2 separate regions of the Mus musculus genome follow, and region 2 is linked to region 1. The links are chromatin contacts, called in public HiChIP or PLAC-seq maps. All regions are on one chromosome and are shown on one strand. The core of a region is the stretch at or near the end of the contact, and the rest is flanking DNA. Distances in the headings are between cores, read along the strand shown.

Region 1 (3,638 bases), core at 1,078-3,577:
ACTGCTCCCCGTCCTCTGACCTGCCCTAGTTGTTCCCCCTTCCCTCAGTAGCTCTCTCTGCAGGGGGCAGGAAGCTCTTCTAGCTGCCCTCCCCTGTGGTAGGGAAGCCAAGGTGCCTGCCTTAAGCTTATGCCCTTTGCCCTGCAGGGCCTGTTGCCAGGTCTGACCCCACCAAACCAGATTGGGTACTTTCTCGCCTCCAGGGAGACTTTGCTGGGTAGGGCTGGCCGCCAGTGAGGCTGCCTGGGAGGAAAGGTGTGTAGTATCAGCTTCCCCAGTAGCCCTGGTGCCACAGATAAGACCTGTTCTGGGCTCCAAATCAAAGCTGCTCTGTGAAGAGCTTGACCAGCCAGTGGTTTCTGGTTTAGGAGCAAGTTCTTGGAAGCTGGCTGGGATCTGGAGAAACAGTTCTTCTGGGGAGCCACAAGGGTGGATTCTAACCTAGAATGGCCTGCTCATCTGTGTCTCCCACTGCGCTACCCCAACCAGAATGCCTATCCGAGATGCAGTAGTATGTACAGATCTGTTTTTGTGGTCAACAGGTGGGACACCAGTATAATTTTCTCCGCTGGCTTTAGGGTTAGACCTTGTGGCTCCACCCACCTGTTCCCTTGAGTGAGGACCTCACTCAGTACCCAGGGCTGGCCTTCGACACATGCTGATCTGCAGGGATGGCAGGTACAAGCCACCACACACAGAACGTGTTTTCTTGAGACGTTTGTGTGCAAGGCTAGTCCACACAATGTAGCCTTGGCTAGCCTAGAACTTGGTATCTAGACAAGGAGCTAGTCCACACTTGACCTCTTAGTAATGGGAAGGCTGAGGCAGAATATCAATCACATAGGAGGCCAGGTGGGTTGCAGCCCCTTCTGTGAGGTATACAGGAGAGGCTGGGCATGTGGCTGCCACAGTGCATGGCTACCAAGTGTAAAGCCTACGGTTTGACCCAACACTGTAGAGACTAAAACCCACACAGTCTAGTTGTTAGGTGTTCTGGATTCTGGAGTGGAAATGCAACATTAGGCTTCCTTGCATTACCCAAGTAACAAATTACTCTAGTTTTGGCAAACTTGGTGTCTTCAGAAATGTCCACGGAACTGTTTATACCTATGACATGATCGTACCTGGGCTGTGGCCCCTGAAGTGAAGTGCACTGGGTTTCTTCTGACCCAAGCATCAGTTGTGTTCAGAGCTGTGGTCCTGGTACCCCTAGTTGACATCCTGTTTCTGCTTACGTACTTGAATACTCTTAGGCCCAGCCTAAGCCAGTACAACTGTCATAGCCTGGGCATCTCAGTCTGTCTGCACCCCAGGGCATCCTTAGTTCTCCCATGCTTGCCGGCCATCTGGCCAGTGAGCAGCTGCATGGGACTGGCTCTAGAGAGGCCTGCTTCTGTTGTTATTTCCATTTCCTCCTGCTCACAGACGTCTAAGAATTCTTCCCATAGGCTCTATCCTGTAAGGTAGTCCTGACTTAGTGGATACAAAGGTGACAGCATTGTCCTTAGCGGTGAAGGAGCTCAAAGATCTGCCAGCCCCCAAGTGTGCAGGGAAGACAGAAAGGCCTCCCAGGCCACTTGGTTTATTAGATCCTGAAGAGAGGTGTAGGCAGTGCCCCTGGGCTGCTGCCACTTCCTGGGGGAGGACCTGTGGGAGGCACAGGGCCGAACCTCGTTTTGATACACACAACCCCATTTGAGGGAAAACAGGCTGCTTCGAAGCCTGAGGGATGGTGAAGGGTGATGCCTGCCATACAGGAAGCCAGGTCCTGGGAGGGCACAAACGATGAATCCATCACTGCCCCAGCTCTGCCAGCATGCCCACCTGGCCCTGGGGAAGCCAGGCAAGGGAGGGCACAGGCGTGTGAGGGACACAGACAGTTCCTGGTGACGGCAGTAGCCGCTGAGCAGGAGGGTTCAGCAAAACTGACCATTAGAGCAGCCAAGGCTGCATACAGGAGGTGCGCTCGGGAACCCCAGGCACTTTCTCTGGACTCCACGGTCATGGCTTCTGCTGGTAATCTGCGCTGCCTGCCTGTCCCCTCTCCTGAAGGCACTACCTTCCAGAACACAGCACGGTGGTCCCTCTTGTGACAAAGTGCTTGTGTGTGTGCTCTAGTCATTTGGTAAGCAGAAGCTGCCACGGGCCGTACCCTGCCACACTACCCAAGTTCTGGGCGGAAACTGCTCCCTGCACAGAGGGCCAGCGGGAGCAGGAAACGAACTCGGCTTCGCTGGGCTTGCCAGGCAGGGCACGGTAGCAGCCAGGGAGGTGGGGACAGTGACACCAGCCAGGCCAGACCTCTTCTGAGTGAATCATCGGATAGGAAGACGGGGTGACCCAGTGGGGAGAGCCTGGGAGTAAGTAGGGCAGAGGTGCCACTTGAGTGGGGCCAAGGCAGGGTCGGAAGGCATAGCCAGCAGCCCAAGGCAGGGAAGAGCAGGAGCCTGCTGGGGACCAGCATGGGCCCAGGCCAAGGAAGAGAGCCCGTTCCCTTCCCACTCTTCCAAGGAGCTCAGCACAGCGACCGAGCCTGGCCCAGGTGTCCCTGGCCATGTCAGGTGGTTGGCACTTTGATGCCAAAGTGCTTCCGAAGCTGCTCCAGGAACATGAAAGTGAGCACAGTGTGGGGGATGAGACGGATGCCCGCGGGAAAGAGACCCTGGGTGGAGACACCAGAGGGAGAGACGTCAGGCCCAGGGAGACCCAGCCCAGTTGCTCTCCCACTGCCCAGCATCCCCACTGCCCCAACACACCTTGAAAAAGGCCTGGGGTCCAAGCTTTGCTGTCTCCATGGCACAGTGGAAAACACCCTGCAAGAAACAGTAAAGGATGCAGGAGGCCTCTCACTCATAGGCACAGGAGACATGGCAGCTCCCGGATGAACCCTCCAGGCGCAGGGGACATGGTAGAAGCCCGGACTGAAAGCAGCTCTTAGGGACAGAAGACTAAAAGCTACATCGGCCAAGTTGACAGACTCCTGAGATAGCCAGATTGGCTCTCAAGACACTGGCTAGATTTTACTACTGACTGTGTGAATGGCTTCCTCTGTAAAAACCAAGGCCAAGGCCTTGGAAAAGTACAGCCCCACCCCCCAGGCAAGTGCTACCCAGAGTTGAGCAACTGGAAAGGAACAGGGGCAATGGCCTTGTCTCTGGGCTCCTATGCCCCAGTGGGAAGCAGACCCATCTCCAGGATGGGGAGGCCCCTAAGCATGGCCACAAATGGCAGGAACCCCACCCAACCCTGGAGCCTGCAGCCCAGTCTTCACCTGGTACTCGCCCTTGGAGTTCATCAGGCGAGTCTTCAGCACATCGAGGGGCTGGCACAGAAACGTGGCACATCCGCCCTGGGGAGGTAATCTGTCAGTGGTCCTCCCTCCTGGCAGTCGCAAGCCCTCACTGCACACCTACCCACAGGCCACCTTAAAAGAGCCCTTCTCTCCATTCCTGAGAATTCTTGCAGCCCTGGGTCTCCAAGAGAAGCGACACAGGAATTATCTTGGCCTGGGATACCTTGTGAATTTGATTTCCAGATGTGGCCTAAGAGAAGCTGCATTGGGCTCACCCCACGGGCTCCTTGAATCAAGCTCCACCCCCGCCCCCACCCCCATGCGGGGCGCTTACGGCAATGAAACT
Region 2 (3,461 bases), core at 917-3,416, 200 kb before region 1:
CCCCCTTCAAAGCCACAGCCACAGAACAGCCACCATAGGCAGTCTGCCCCAGAGCTAGGCTGCCCCCGTAGCCACAGTGCCTACATTCCAGCGGGGCCATGAGCCTGCCCAGGCTCTAGTGAGAAGGCAGAATGTAACACGTCCTGAACTCTAAGCAACAGTCTCCGTGGACAGCCAGGCCAGGCCAAGCGGTGGCAATCTGGGATCTGAAAGCGCATGTAGCCTCAGGCACTCAGGCTCAAAAACCAGAGGAACTCAGGCAGACTCTCTTGCTGTCAGTTCAGGAACCTTCCTAAGGAACAGCATCAGGGAGGATGGTGGCTTGCTAGCTGCTTCCATGGGTACCTTTCATTGTTTGGGACACCTTCATGTTCTACTCAGGAAAACTGTCTACCACAAAGCCCCAGGAGCCCCGAGACCAGAAGGATAGGACACAGAGCCTACTCAGGACAGTTGTGCTGCAAGAGAGATGCACTAAGGTAAAAGGGTCTACTGGAACCTCCTGGCAAAGATCAGGCCAAGTGAGCTGCTACAGAGGGTCCAAGGCTCCAGAATCTTCCATGACACCTTGCAAGGCCTGCAGCTAGCCGACCGGAGGCATCACACTGCCACCAGGAGCAGCGGGGGAAGCCAGGGAACTCAGAGTGAAGAAGCTCCACCAGCCTCACAGTCTTCCCTCACAGCTTCCATCCAGGGCCACCGGACAGGGAGGGGCTGCAGCAGGGCAGTCAGCAGTGCAGAGGCCACACAGCTGTCCCCCAGCCATGCCTGCCTCTGTTTACTCAGGATGCTCTCTCTGCCAGAGCCTGGCTCCCATCTGCCATCCCGACAGTCTTACACACGACTCCCACCCTAGGTACTTATGGAGATGTTTCTGGATACAGAGCTCATATCTGGAGATGAGACATGAGGACAAAGAGAAGACACAGGAACAGTTGTGAGGGACAGTCAAGCCTGACAAGCCAGAGAGACAGCCAGAGCACCACTGGTACCTGAAGGAGAGAAAAGCCTGTCCTGCCATTCCTCCAACAGAAAACGGTTGGAACCCAAGACAACGTCCTAGAACCCTCCTGTGCTGTGGGAGGACACAAAAGGCTAAGCCACTGGGCTGAGGCTGCGAAGCTCAAGGGCTCCTAGGAAGCACAATGAGAAGCCTGGGCAAGAGACTCCCAAGGACAAGCCAGTTCCGTCAGAATAGGGGCTCAGGGTGAAGGGCATCTTAAAGAGCCTTTCCCCAGGAGGCCCATGCATGTCAGGCCCAAATCCTCAAAATAAGCCTACAGGGTCAGGGCATATGACAGTTGGTATGCGACTACTGAGAGAGTGCCTTAGGAAGAGCTGGCATAAAAGTGTACAGGTAAAGGTGGGTGGCCTGTCTTCCCTACCTGTGGGGCTGTGATGGACTGACACTGGGGTGAAAGAGCCCTTACTAAAGCCTGCACAGGGCTCTGACTCCAGGGAACCTAGGAACACAACAGATTCCGAGTCCTGGCTAGCAGTGAGGATCTTGCACTCTGACCAGAAAAGAGGCAAGGGGAGCAGGAAACAGCCAGGAAGAGCTGACCGGGACAGAAAGCAGTAGTCTCCCATATCCCACGTCCATAAATTCCACCACATCTGACCCCAGGCAATTGAGAACTAGGGCACAGGAGGCACGTAGAACAGCGCCCCTGCGAGGCAGGTGGGCGCCGCTGTAAGCAATCTCCAGGCTGGAGCCACCCCAGGGTGAGTGGGAAGTAGAGGTTAAAGAATCACTCCAAGCAGAGAAGGAAGAGAACTCCATGAAGCCTGGCCTGGCCAGCCCCGCAGGGCCTTGTGGCCGCAGGATTGCCCTACTCATATCAGAAATGGGCCTGCTTGAGTTTCCTCTTTTGACAGTGATTTTCCAGGACAAGATGACAGATGAAGAAAACATGAGAACACTCTTCAGAGGTGACCTCAATCTCAGAGTTTCCAGCTTCCCCATCGACACCCGCCTGCTCCCTTTGCTTGCGGCGCTGACAAGGGCTTTGGTGAGGGGAATGTGAAGCGTTTCCCCTGAGGCTTTGAGCTTACATGAATCACTACAAGAGGGATGCAGGCCAAACCTCCTGTTACTCACAGGGCTCAGCCACCCTTGGAAGGGAGGGCAGGAGGGGGGGAGGCGCCTGAGCACATGGACACCATCAAACGCCCTGGACAGCACAGCAGGACACAGTTGTGCCAGACTGACTCAGGCTTGGGGCAGCTCAGAGCAGCGCTGCTCCTTTCTAAGATACCTACCTCCACGGAGCGCCACCCCAGCACACTAACACACCCACTCCTAGGCAGGTTCCCATTTTCATGTCTATTGTTCCTCACTGTTTGGCTTCTCTACTGTGGATATAAATTATTCCTTCTCAAAAAAGTGACCAAAGCCTTTTTTAAAAGAAGAGAGCACAGCCAGGCATGGTGCACACCTTTAATTCCAGCACTCTGGAGGCAGAGACGGGTGAATATCTAAGTTTGAGGCCAGCCTGGTCTATAGAGCAAGTTCCGGACAACCAAGGTATGAGGAAAACCCCGCTCTTAGAGAAAAAACAACTCGGGAGGCAGAGGCAGGTGGATTTCTGAGTTCGAGGCCAGCCTGGTCTACAGAGTGAGTTTCAGGACAGCCAGGGCTATACAGGGAAACCCTGTCTCAAAAACAAAACAACAACAACAACACAAACAAACAAATAAACCAATAGAGTGCAATGGCACCCCTCGGCCGCAGCAGTGGTACGTGAACATCTGGTGCACTGCTGCGAAGCATCACAGGCACACCTCTCACCTCCCTAAACGTAACGGCTACACCAGGGATGGGATGGCAGGGCCTGGCCAGGCTGGCAGCTGCTCCTGAGTGCTCAGGAAAGATAAACCTCTACGTTGGGTCTAGTGGTAATCCTAGCACTCGGGAAGCAAAAGCAGAGGACCTCTCTGAGTCAAGGCGACCTGCTCTACATAGTAAGTTCCAGGCCAACCAAGGCCACGTAAAAGTTTAAAAGTCAAAACAAACAATAAAGGATAAATATTCAAGACAGGACAGAACACTGGACACTTTCACAGTACAAACTGGGAGCCCAGGTGAGGTGGAACAAGTTGGGGTCCTTGCACTACAACACCTGCCTAATGAGCAGGAGGCCCTGGAGTCTCTCAGTGAAGCCTCAGCACCTGCCAAAACAACCAGAAAGGAACTCGGAGGGAGAGCACAGCACGCACTGCTCTTACAGAAAACTCAAGTGCATTCTCCAGAACTCACAACCTCCTGGAACCCCAGCTCCACAGACCCAACGCCCTCTTCTGGCATGTGTGGGTACTGCACTGATGTACACATACCTACACAGTTATACACGTATACATATTATTGAAAATAGAGATAACATGGTAACACGTGCCTATAATTCCAGCACTCAGGAGGTAGAGACAAGTAGATCTCTGTGAGTTTGATACTAGCTTTGTCT

What was found. HiChIP or PLAC-seq counts read pairs in DNA pulled down with a chosen protein or histone mark.
Region 2: a contact with region 1 is called in a FOXA1 HiChIP or PLAC-seq map of pancreatic cancer cells. The contact joins two enhancer-like sites. A contact is called at or near these places in 2 of 39 promoter capture datasets (the C10 cell line and neutrophils), 1 of 15 datasets of contacts at CTCF or cohesin (large pre-B cells), 21 of 484 Hi-C or Micro-C datasets (B cells, the BV-2 cell line, the C10 cell line and 16 more), 9 of 115 datasets of contacts at active chromatin or transcription factors (the HPC-7 cell line, bone marrow-derived macrophages, double positive thymocytes and 6 more) and 4 of 9 other capture datasets (adipose tissue, embryonic stem cells, liver and 1 more).

What each region holds. Positions count from the first base shown.
Region 1 is chr11:120,497,095-120,500,732 of GRCm38.p6, reverse strand. Slc25a10 (solute carrier family 25 (mitochondrial carrier, dicarboxylate transporter), member 10) reads right to left here. Exons shown (of 11, transcript NM_013770.2): 8 at 3,627-3,638; 9 at 3,272-3,349; 10 at 2,757-2,813; 11 at 1-2,662. The coding sequence ends at 2,558. Among named protein-coding and RNA genes, the nearest start is that of Slc25a10, 7.1 kb to the right of the region's middle. Within about 2 kb of position 2,327, at least 15 of the 459 cell types and tissues checked have an H3K27ac peak or open chromatin away from gene starts, as enhancers often do. A contact at or near this core is called in adipose tissue and pancreatic cancer cells, where this site is marked.
Region 2 is chr11:120,696,581-120,700,041 of GRCm38.p6, reverse strand. All of the region lies in intron 7 of Aspscr1 (alveolar soft part sarcoma chromosome region, candidate 1 (human)), which reads right to left. Among named protein-coding and RNA genes, the nearest start is that of Cenpx, 15 kb to the left of the region's middle. Within about 2 kb of position 2,166, at least 104 of the 459 cell types and tissues checked have an H3K27ac peak or open chromatin away from gene starts, as enhancers often do. A contact at or near this core is called in adipose tissue and pancreatic cancer cells, where this site is marked.